Linked DNA regions of Pan troglodytes: region 2 is linked to region 1. A link is a contact called in public HiChIP or PLAC-seq data. All regions are on one chromosome and are shown on one strand. Each heading gives the region's core, a stretch centred on a gene start, on an enhancer-like site or on the middle of the called end of the contact. The rest is flanking DNA. Distances are from core to core; before and after follow the strand shown.

The links. HiChIP or PLAC-seq counts read pairs in DNA pulled down with a chosen protein or histone mark.
Region 2: an H3K4me3 HiChIP or PLAC-seq map of stem cell-derived excitatory neurons shows a contact between it and region 1, with 7 times the contacts expected there. The contact joins the promoter of NR4A3 here to the promoter of ERP44 in region 1. A contact is called at or near these places in 1 of 7 Hi-C or Micro-C datasets (stem cell-derived neural progenitor cells) and 1 of 1 datasets of contacts at active chromatin or transcription factors (stem cell-derived excitatory neurons).

Annotation. Positions count from the first base shown.
Region 1 is chr11:38,413,998-38,419,286 of NHGRI_mPanTro3-v2.0_pri, forward strand. It overlaps ERP44 (endoplasmic reticulum protein 44), which reads left to right and starts at 1,720. Exons shown (of 12, transcript XM_003312200.4): 1 at 1,720-2,135. The coding sequence starts at 2,079. It overlaps INVS (inversin), which reads right to left and starts at 1,632. Exons shown (of 18, transcript XR_001720931.4): 1 at 1,503-1,632.
Region 2 is chr11:38,691,313-38,696,313 of NHGRI_mPanTro3-v2.0_pri, forward strand. It overlaps NR4A3 (nuclear receptor subfamily 4 group A member 3), which reads right to left and starts at 3,431. Exons shown (of 8, transcript XM_003951483.6): 1 at 2,830-3,431.

The DNA of each region.
Region 1 (5,289 bases), core at 470-2,969:
ATCAGAACCACAAAAAAAGTTCTTTATACCCTTTGAAAAATACACTAAAAATGTGATCTCTGTTTTATATATATGTGTGTGTGTGTATATATTATACATATATAATATATATTATATATACACATATATTATATATTATATATAATATATATATTATATGTATATATAATATATATATTATATACACTATATAATATATAATATATATTATATACACTATATAATATATAATATATATTATATACACTATATAATATATAATATATATTATATACACATATATAATATATATTATATATATTATATATACATATAATATATATAATATATATTATATATATATACTTTTTACTTCATAATTGTTAGCACTTAGCACAGTAACAGGTATATAGCCAGTACTCAGTAGATGTTTGTTGGATGAAAGGTCACAGGCTGAGTGCTAAGTCCAAAAAGTGAGCAGGATCAAAGTTTAATTTCTTGAATAATGAATTCATACTTACAAGTCTCTGCTCTTTTAAAATTTCCCATTTCAACTATCTTTGGGCTCTGTCAGGGGCGTGGACAAGAGATAGGAGCACTAGTCTAGGAGTTAGGCAGCCTTGGTAAGAGTATTGGCTCTGCCACTGTCTAATTTTGTCACCCTGAGAAAGCCATTATGCAGGGCTCTTTTTTTTCCTTAAGAAAAAATGTATTTTTTGCCCCTTTAAGAAAATAAATCATTTTTTATAGAAAAAAGTCAAAACCACTTTGATAAAGTGCTATAAAATGCAAAGGTGCCTAATTATACAACAAGCCCGTGTAATACAACAAGCCCGTGTAATAAATGCTCTAATAATTATAACCGTACAAAACTAGAGGTACTGCAGTCACACTCATAGGAAGAGTAATTCTGATTAGGACTAAAGGGTTGGTTGTTCGGGAAGTTCTCAGAGATGGTGACATTTAAGATAGCATTCCAGAGAGAGAACGGGTAAGGCCATTCCAGGCAGCAGGAAAGCTGAAGCAAAGGCGGGAGCAGGGGGAACCACAAAAGCACAGTGTGCCTCCTGGGTACTAAGCAGAGATCGCGTGGGCTCCTGGACCTCGCTGAGTGTTTGCAGAAGAAGCCGCAGAGCTACCTGGGGCCAAGTTAGGATCCTCGACTGCTTTGCTAGGGAATTTCGTAATTATACTGGAGGAGCGATCCACGCCTTAGCAGCAATCACTCACACAGTTTTCCAGTTTACGACGTGCTATCCCATCCCGTACCACATCTACTCCTTACAGGAGCCCTCAGAGACAATCAGGGATAAGTCATTGACTCATTCAACTGAGGCCCCGAGTGGTGGCTCTGACTTTATAATGCAGGAATTAGAGCAGAAAGAAGAGGCAGCGGGCGAGGAGGCCAATGATGGAGGCTCAGGCCACAGCCTAGGCCAGGAAGGCCGTGAGTCTGCAGCAGGGTCCAAGGCGGTGCGGACCGAATGATCCGAGCCTCCCCAGCCAGGCCCCCTCCTACTCACCCTCGCCTCCTCCAGGACTGACGTCCCGGGGGCGGCTCCAGGAGGCGCAACCCGGACCGGGCCGCCCCTCCTGCCGGGCCGGTACACTATACCCAGCCAGGTCAGACCCCACGGCGCTGAAGCTAGCCGAGCCCCTCAAAAGGCCGCCCGAGGCTTTCGGCCGCACAGCCTTCTGGGAATTGTAGTTCCCATCCTCTGAAGCACCGCGTACACCCGCCCTCCGCCCTTCTATCCCACAGGACCCCGCGCGTAGAGGACTCAGTGGACCGGGGCCGAGAGCCCAATGGGAAAGGAAGTTCTAGATGACGGACGACGTGCGGGGTGAGGCTAGTGCAGGACTACATTTCCCGAAGTGCACCGAGGTGGGCAGGACCCGGAAGTGAGGGTGTGAGAGGCCTCTCTGGAAGTTGTCCCGGGTGTTCGCCGCTGGAGCCCGGGTCGAGAGGACGAGGTGCCGCTGCCTGGAGAATCCTCCGCTGCCGTCGGCTCCCGGAGCCCAGCCCTTTCCTAACCCAACCCAACCTAGCCCAGTCCCAGCCGCCAGCGCCTGTCCCTGCCACGGACCCCAGCGTTACCATGCATCCTGCCGTCTTCCTATCCTTACCCGACCTCAGATGCTCCCTTCTGCTCCTGGTGAGTGAGGGAATGACAGACCCATCGACAGACGCACGAACGGCCTCCGGCCCTCGCCCAGGGGGAACACTGCTACTCCTGCCCCTGCTTTTCCGTTTTTTCCTCCAGTGTTTTGGAGTGTACCCTCCCCCGCTGCCTTCATTCTCGCCTGTCGGCTTCCAGGCGCGGAGTCCCCGAGGCCTGAGAAACCAGGGTCGGGGGAGAATGGGAGAATTAGCCCTGAGGGACTGATACGTAGTCACGGCGTAGGAGCTTCCCCTTCTCCCCGAAGTCCGGGGGTTTCAGTTTCGAGGGCCAGTGGACCTGGTGGTAGCTTGAATCGGAAAAGACCAAGCATAGACCTAGCGTTCCTTCCCACCCTCTCCATTTGGGAAGAGTGTGAGGTCGACAGGTGCTGGGGTTGTGTGAATCTCACTGTGTCAAGATCCCTGAAGCGGTGCCCGGGTTGGCAGATCCCTCTGTTGTGGCTTGATGCGATTGGTTGGGAACCCGGAACTGGAGACTGGTTTGGATTCCACTGGGAGAATAGAGTTTGAAGGGTGGAAGGTGTGGTTACCTGACAATCTCAGCTCAAGGCCTCCCTCAAATCTTATTGCAACGTATTTCCCCATGGAAGCAGATTTCTTCTTCATTGCGCCTTATTTGAATATGCATTCATTCCTAACTGCCTAACCTGCTCAGCATCATCCCATCTTAAAAGAATCTTTCCCTAGTCCCTCTTGCTCCAGAGTACGTCTTGAGTGTGCAGACTAATTGATCCAGGCTTCAGGTCAAATTGAGACAAAAGCGAAGGACTAAACACGTATGGCAAAATGGCTTATATTTAATTGGGCTGTTAATTATAATGTAATATTTGAAAGTACCTTAATTGTAGTAGATTTTTAGAAATTCAGATTTAAACATTAAGAACTACTTTCTTTACAATTTAAGAAACGATTTAGTGACGCATATGAAGTCACACAGCTAGTTACAGGCAGAGCTGGGATTAGAAACAAGTCTCTTGACTTCCAGTGCTTATTCCGCCATATCCCATTAAATGTTTAATATTTGTGTTTGAAATAGTTCTTTCTTTTCTTTTGTCACTTGGACCTTTTCGGAAAAAGCACTGTAAAAAACTAAATGGCATGTCAAAGTACTTTTGAGAACAAAAAGTTGTGTATAAACATTGTAATATTAAATGATAGAGTGTCTTATTGCCACTTCTTATAAGTATACAATAGTGAATGACTTCTGTATCGAGGAAAATATTCTGTATAGTGTTGTTTCTTGGTGATTTCATTATACACTGTGATACATTTTTCCTTCTAGAAGTGTTAGAATAATACCATTATTAGAGACCACTCTCTCCTTAAGAAGACTGGATACTAATCTTATCCACAAAATGGCTTGAGTTATGAATTGTGTGCACTTTTAGGAAATCAAAAAAAAAGGACAAAAATCTTAAGACATTGGAAAGAAAAGTTGAGACACTGAACAGGCAAACTATATCAGATGCACTTTCCTCAAATGGTATGGTTTGGTTGTAAAGCTAAGTTATGAAGAAGAAATAATTTATTTTGGAATAACTCATGTTTTTTATAGAAAAACCTAATCTTGTTAAATATGAGTTTTTTCCCAAATAGAATCTAGATTTAACTAAAATCTAAGCATTTTGTATAATTAACTTTCTAAGCAAATGTAAAGGCATAAAAATCTGGAAAATATGTTAGAGAATACCTGTAGATATGAAAAGGCTGAAAAATAAAGCCCCAGAAAAGGTTTAAACTAGAATTACAAGTCAAACTAGATTTAATTGGAATACAGTGTTTACCTAGTTTTAATACTCATATGCTAGTTAGCAAATATTTATAAAACATCTATCCTGTCTAATCGCAACTTTGAGTTGCTTACTTAACTGGTAATTCTCTCCTACCGATGGAACCTACTTACTCAGTATTCTCGCTGTCTAATAATTTGTCCTCTTTGTTCCCCGGTGTACTTTTTTCCTACTCCTCCAACTTTCTCTCTCAGACCTCAAGTTTATTCCTTCTTACATACAGATAAAGAAAAGCCAAGTTCCCATTTAGCTGAGGTCATCATTTTTTCCTTAAATGGCCTCCTCTAAAAAGCTGTATATTCTCTTACTATGATAATTTTCTTCAGGCACTTTGTACCTCAACCCTAAAGAACTAGACCTGTTCAAATTTAGTGGTGTTCATATAAGATAACAGTTGAAACATAATCCCAAACTTCTGGAGGCAAGTAGCTATCTTTTCCCTGATCTCAAAGCATTTTGGAATATATCACTCTGCCACAAAGCCTTTCTGGATGGGTAACTAAACACAAAAGCTCAATGTGATAACTTTTTTTCCTGAGCTTTTATATGTATATATATCTTTTATATATATATTTATTTGCGTCTATATAGATTTTTATTTACATATATTTAGATAGATTTAATTAGCCCTTTTCTGCTTATCTTCCTATCTAAGGTGGGTTTATTCAGGGTTTTCCGCTGGGAAAATGATCAGTAAGGGGGCTAGAAATCTTGCCTGTTTTTCCTGCATTGGTTGTGTACAAGTTTTGAAAAGGTGAGATAAGAGAAATAAGACTAAATTGGAAAGAAGTTGTCTCATGCACCCTAAGTAACCTCTTCTGTAGTTCAGATTTGTAGCACTGCAGTCCATTTGTTTTATTGAAGATGTGTTCTCATTAATCTCTTGATAAGTATGTTTATAGATCATAATTGTTACTAGTCGTAATTGTCCCGCACGTGAACACTTAAGGGTTTTGCCATTGTTGTTCTCGGTTTGTTCAATATGTATAGGTAGCCAAGAAAAGTTTGCTTAGTTTAGGTAGCTATGTAAATTTGAGAGCTAAGTAAACATTTATTTAATTGTTACAAGTACCTTAAAAATAAGCACAGTAGAATTCAGAGATGTCAGTTTTATCCTTTAATGTTAATAATATATGCAGATTCCAGTCTTCAGGAAGAGTACTTTTGGAGGCATGCAGTTTGATTAATACCTAGGTGAGGTTTTATTTATTTTGTTGATTTAACTTACCCTAGATCAATAGTTTACAAAGCCTGGCTGCTCATTAGAATCATCTGTGGCAGTTTTAATAAAATGATATCGGGGCCCAATACCAGGTCAGTTATATCTGTGAGCCCCAG
Region 2 (5,001 bases), core at 2,181-4,680, 280 kb after region 1:
CAGCGGAAAAAAGCCATTTTCCAGCTCCGCCCGCCCCCAACCCTCAAATACAAATTTTACACGTTGCATAGGAAATGCACAAGGTCCGGAACGAATGCATGAATGCCCCGAGGAATTAAGAAAGTCTGCGCTTTTCATTCTAAATGCTAATGGAGCTTCGCTTCTATTAGCCGCGAGTTTCGAGGGCCAGGGGTCAAGCAAACAAAAGGGCACAGCGATGAGAAGGCTGGCGCTGGAAGCAAGAGGACGAAGCGGACGGCGTTAGCGGCTGATGGGACGAGCGGAGGCAGGTCCCCTGCACCCAGAGGGCGGTGTCTTCGAGGGTGGGCGGCTTGGAGGCTCCTGGCCACCCAGCGGCCTAGCGGGTCACATTCCTGAGGGCGCCGAGCGCAGCTCCGGGACCAGCGTCTCAGCGCACAGCCTCAGCGAAACTTTGTAGCTGAAAGCGCAGCTCAGCAGGCCTCAGGGAAGGAACTGGGTGCCCAAACTCCGGCCTATAGCGCCCCCTTTGCCCGGGGTGGGCGCAGCTCGAAGAGTGGGAACATGGACCGAAAAACCCCAAATTAAACCAAACCAAAAACCTCCGAGGTGCGCGGGGCCACGAGGGTCATCTCCTGGCGCCCCTGAGCCCGGGGCTTGCCTGCAGGAAGAGAGAAAGGGACTTGGGGCTCCCAGGTCCAGGAAACCCTCGACGACCAGGAAATGGGGGATTCCCTTGCCACCCCCAGCCCCAGCTGGAGCTGCTCGGACGGAAAGCTTGCGCTCGATGTAGCGCGGGTAGAAGCGGATCTTCCCACGGCTGTAGCACGTGCTTCCCGTCTCCCCGCATCTTCAATGGGGGTCTCCAGCAATCCCCCACCCGCCCCTTCAGTGGGTGCCCGCATTCCCGTCCCGCATTCCCTGAGGGCCTTTCAAGCGGAGTCGTTCTCTGAGAGGAGGCCTCAGAACTCGGGTGGGCGGGGACCGCCTCTCCCCAACGAAGGAGTTCCCCTCGAGCGCCCAGCGTTCGCGGGAGGGACCCACACAGCCTTTCCTCCAGCCCAGCCCAGCGCCCCGCCGCTCTCTCCACCCCACAAACGGCCGGTTACCTAGGCAAAGCCTCAGTGCCTGGAAACACGTTCCGCCGCTCCGGCTTGCGGCCGCCGGGGCCGGGAGCACAGAGCCTTGGGGTTGTAAATTAGGAAGAAATAACTACCTCTGTCAAAGCCCCTTTCTTTCTCGTGGGCAGACGAAAGGAACACCCCCGTGTTCCCCTCCCGGTGGTGAAGTGTGTGGAGGAAACCGTGAAACGCACCATTGTGACCGGGGCTCCTCTGCGGAGTTTCCAACCCTGGGGAGCGGGGGCGGAGGTTGGGCGGGGGCAAGAGGAGCGAGGGAGAGACTGACAGAAAGGGAAAGACTGAGATTCTCAGAAAGACCGAGGGAGACTAGACAAACCGCGGGGAAGAATTTCTGTGAGCGCACGGTCCCAGGGAACGGGGTGGATGGGTGCCGGGGGGTGGGGGGCGGAGCGGACGTGGAGGTTGCTGTGGCCTAAGGAGGCTTTGGTACTAACTCTGCGAGCATCTTGTTCAGCGAAAATAACTCGAATAAAGTAACTTCATTCATTGTGCCCATTAGCCACGTTAGGCAGCTTTTTCTTTCCCTAACTTGATTCTATAAAATATTTCCCGGTCGTGGGAAAAGGAGATCCGGCACTGGACTCGCGATGGAATGACGGCTCCCTGTTCTTCTCTCCCAGCACCACAAGGCCCTGGGATCACAGCCCGACATTTCTGATTACTAACTCCTCGCAGCTCTTCCCTCTGGAGAATCCGGACGCATAAATAAATAAAAGGCAATCTCCAAGAACGTTTTTGGAAATCAAGGGACAAATGCGTTCTTCCTCACCACTGCCCCGAGGCTTCCAACAGGTTGGAGAGGTGCCTTTGGAAGTCAGTCTCCGCAGGCTGCGCTCGCATGACCGCTCTGGTCTCACCACCGAGAACTTTCATTTCTACTAAGAGTAAAACACTCGGAGCAACTTCTCCAAAAGCGCGAGTTCTGTCAGTGAAAAAGCATGCCTTTCCCACACCGAGCCAACGTCCAGAAGAGAGGGACACCGTCCCCACACGTGTCAGTGTGCGGGAGTCGCCAATTACACCCGATTTACCTCCTAAGGGAAAAGTGTAAACCGGCATGTCAGCGACGCCAGGCAGACGTGCCTAGTGGAACCCCAGGCTCATTTCAATACAATAAGCCACATTCCTACAATTACGCCCTCTTTCCTGAGGTCCTCCGAGTGCGTCTGCAAACTCTGGCCGTCGCTGCCTAGGCCCTTCCCTCCTAAGCTTCCTTCCAGAGAACCAGCTCGGTGCCACCATTAGCAACATTTACTTGGACCCACCAGAGCTCCTATTTTCAATCCTACTTAAAAGGCAGGAAAATTACTGCCGTTCATCACCGGAGCTGCAACTCCCTGCCGCTGCCGCTGCCGCCGCCGCCGCCGCCGAGAGCATCATTACCATGACAACTAGAGCCGAAATACCCTGAATTACATCGCTGGAGCCGCTATAGCACAAATCCCGGTCCTCCCCTTTGTTAGAGGCTTTTCGCCTCTTCGAGTGGGGGGAGGAATCCCACGAGCTCCAGAGATCCCCGCGGGCCCACTACAGGGGAAAAGTTTCAGATCAGAACCTACGGGCCGCTGGGCTAGCAAAGCCGGAGCCGGGCGGCAAGGTCAGGGGAGGGAACCCCACACTCAAAGTTGTCAATTTCAGGAGCGACGCTTCCCAGCAAGCCAACTTTTTTAGCAAGTCCCCTTATTAACTGGGCGAATCTCATACGTACTTGAGTGCTGTGGCGGTTCCGTCTTTAGAGCGAGTTTCTAGAGAGCTGTCCCGAAATCTGCACTGGGGGGGAGTCACAGCTGCTGTCCCGGAAGGGCTGCGGTGTACAAGCCCAGCGGCTCCCGGAGGCGGTGAGCGGCTGGTGGGGGATGCTGCGATCCCGACTCATGGGAGAGCACAGCCGAGAGGTTCCGCGGGCGTCCTGGCTTGGGCTGTGACCAGGGGGGAGGATGCCGCCGCTGTTCCCACCTCCACGGCCACTGCCGGCACCGTCAGCGTTGCAAAGTGAGCCCGGGAGGGGCGTCCAGCTGCGGTGCCGCGCTGCACCGGCAAGGGCTCAGGGCACGAGGGGTGTGAGCGCGCGGGAGAGCGAAGTGTGTGTGCGGAGCCTGTGTGCGCGCTTGTGTCTGTGTGTGCGAGTGAGGGAGCGGGTGTGAGCGCGTCTGTGTATGGGGAGCGGAGGAGGAGCAGGAGCTGGAGGGGTGGGGGGCGGGAGGCAGGAGACTCCGCTCTCCCGGCTGCGCGTTCGCTCGCTCTCTCGGCACGTCATTTATGCCACAGGAGCCCTAGCGGCCTCTCCATAGAGTGCCTGGAATGCGAGACGTCAATGTGACGCCATGGGACGCTACGTCACCCTCCTCCTCCCTCCCCTGGCCTAGCCGGTTCCGCGTGTGCGAGGGAGGGTGTGTGTGTTCGTGTGCGCGCGCGCGCGCGCTTTCCTCGGCCAGTCGCACGGCCGCACAATGGAAACTCCGCCGCACGGCCGGCCCCGGCCTGGGGGCTTCTCGGACTCACGGTGCCATCCCTTTTGCAGCGGAACCGCTCGCCAGGGCGTGCGTCTGCGGGAGGGTGCAGCGGCCTGCCCACGGGTCAGGCGGGACCGCCCAGCTGTCAGGCTCGGGTGGAGTAGAGTTGGAGGAGTGCTGCTGGCGCGCCTCCGAGGCTGCCCCGAGGCACGGAGCCAGGGGGAGGGGGGTAAGGGAGAGGACAGCTCTTCCAAAAGGGAAGGCTCCGCCAGCCAGCTTCTGACCAGCTCCAGTGACCTGGCAGCCGGTGCAGAAGGCGTCTGGCACCAGCCCGAAGACGCCCTGAGGTGCAGCTGCACTTTCCTCTTGCAGAGGTTCTAAAGCTGTTTACGTTGCTCCGGTCCTCTGCGCCCAGGCTAATCCCCCCTCCCCGCATCATTTACTGGGTGCGTGTTTCACACAGGGATGCAGATGGTTCCGGGGATAAGGTTTGATTTCTTTACACGTACGGCGTGGGTTTCTTAACTGGACACGTTATAACCCAGCGAAGTGCACATCCATCATGCACACGCGCGCTGCAGCAGAAACTACTCTGTGTGTAAAACAAACACACACGTGTTGAACAGCTGAGCGGGTCTGACTATTGCAAATCATTCCTCCTCCCCAGCACCGGGTCAGAAATGGAACTCTCAACTAGCACTTTCACTTTTTGATGGTTGTAGATGCCCTCCGCCCACATCTCCCAAATTAAACATTTCGAAATCAATCAACAGGATTTATTAGTCAGTCCCTCGCTAGGGGATTTGCTTTGGTCTCCTGGGACACATTTGTCATGAAATGGTGTGCCGAAAGCCTGGGTGACTGTATGAAGGAGAGCAATTTCTTCCTGGAAATGATAAATTTAAGTGTAAATTTCTTGATGAAAACAAAATTTATCAGAGTTAAAGACCCCTAGTCCCAAAGGTTGCTGCTGAGTGAACGCAGTCTCTTTCAGAAATGAATTTTTGGACAGGAGAAAATATTTGAGTGAAACAATGCAGATAGAGTGGTCCCCATGTGGTCCGCTTGAATCACAAATACCGTTTTATATGTTTGACCTGTCCCAATTTGTGTGTGTGTGGCGGGGGCGGGGGGCGCTGCGCCGAGGGGAGATACAAGATTCCTTTGTAGACAGCACACATTTCAGAATCGAAGAAGGTTCGAGCTAGGACCAGAAACTTGAAAACAAACTACATATAGGTAAATATGGCATGTATATCTTTCTTCGCCTCCACTTCCAATTCAGACACGGTGGTGCGGAGAGGATCGTGGGAGGATGCCCCGAAAGTTGACCCAGCCGAGAGCAACCGAGTCTCTGCACTGCGGCGGGTTCCAATCCAGCCTCGGAAGGAAGGAGGGCGCTGCTACATTGTATCCATTCAAAGGCT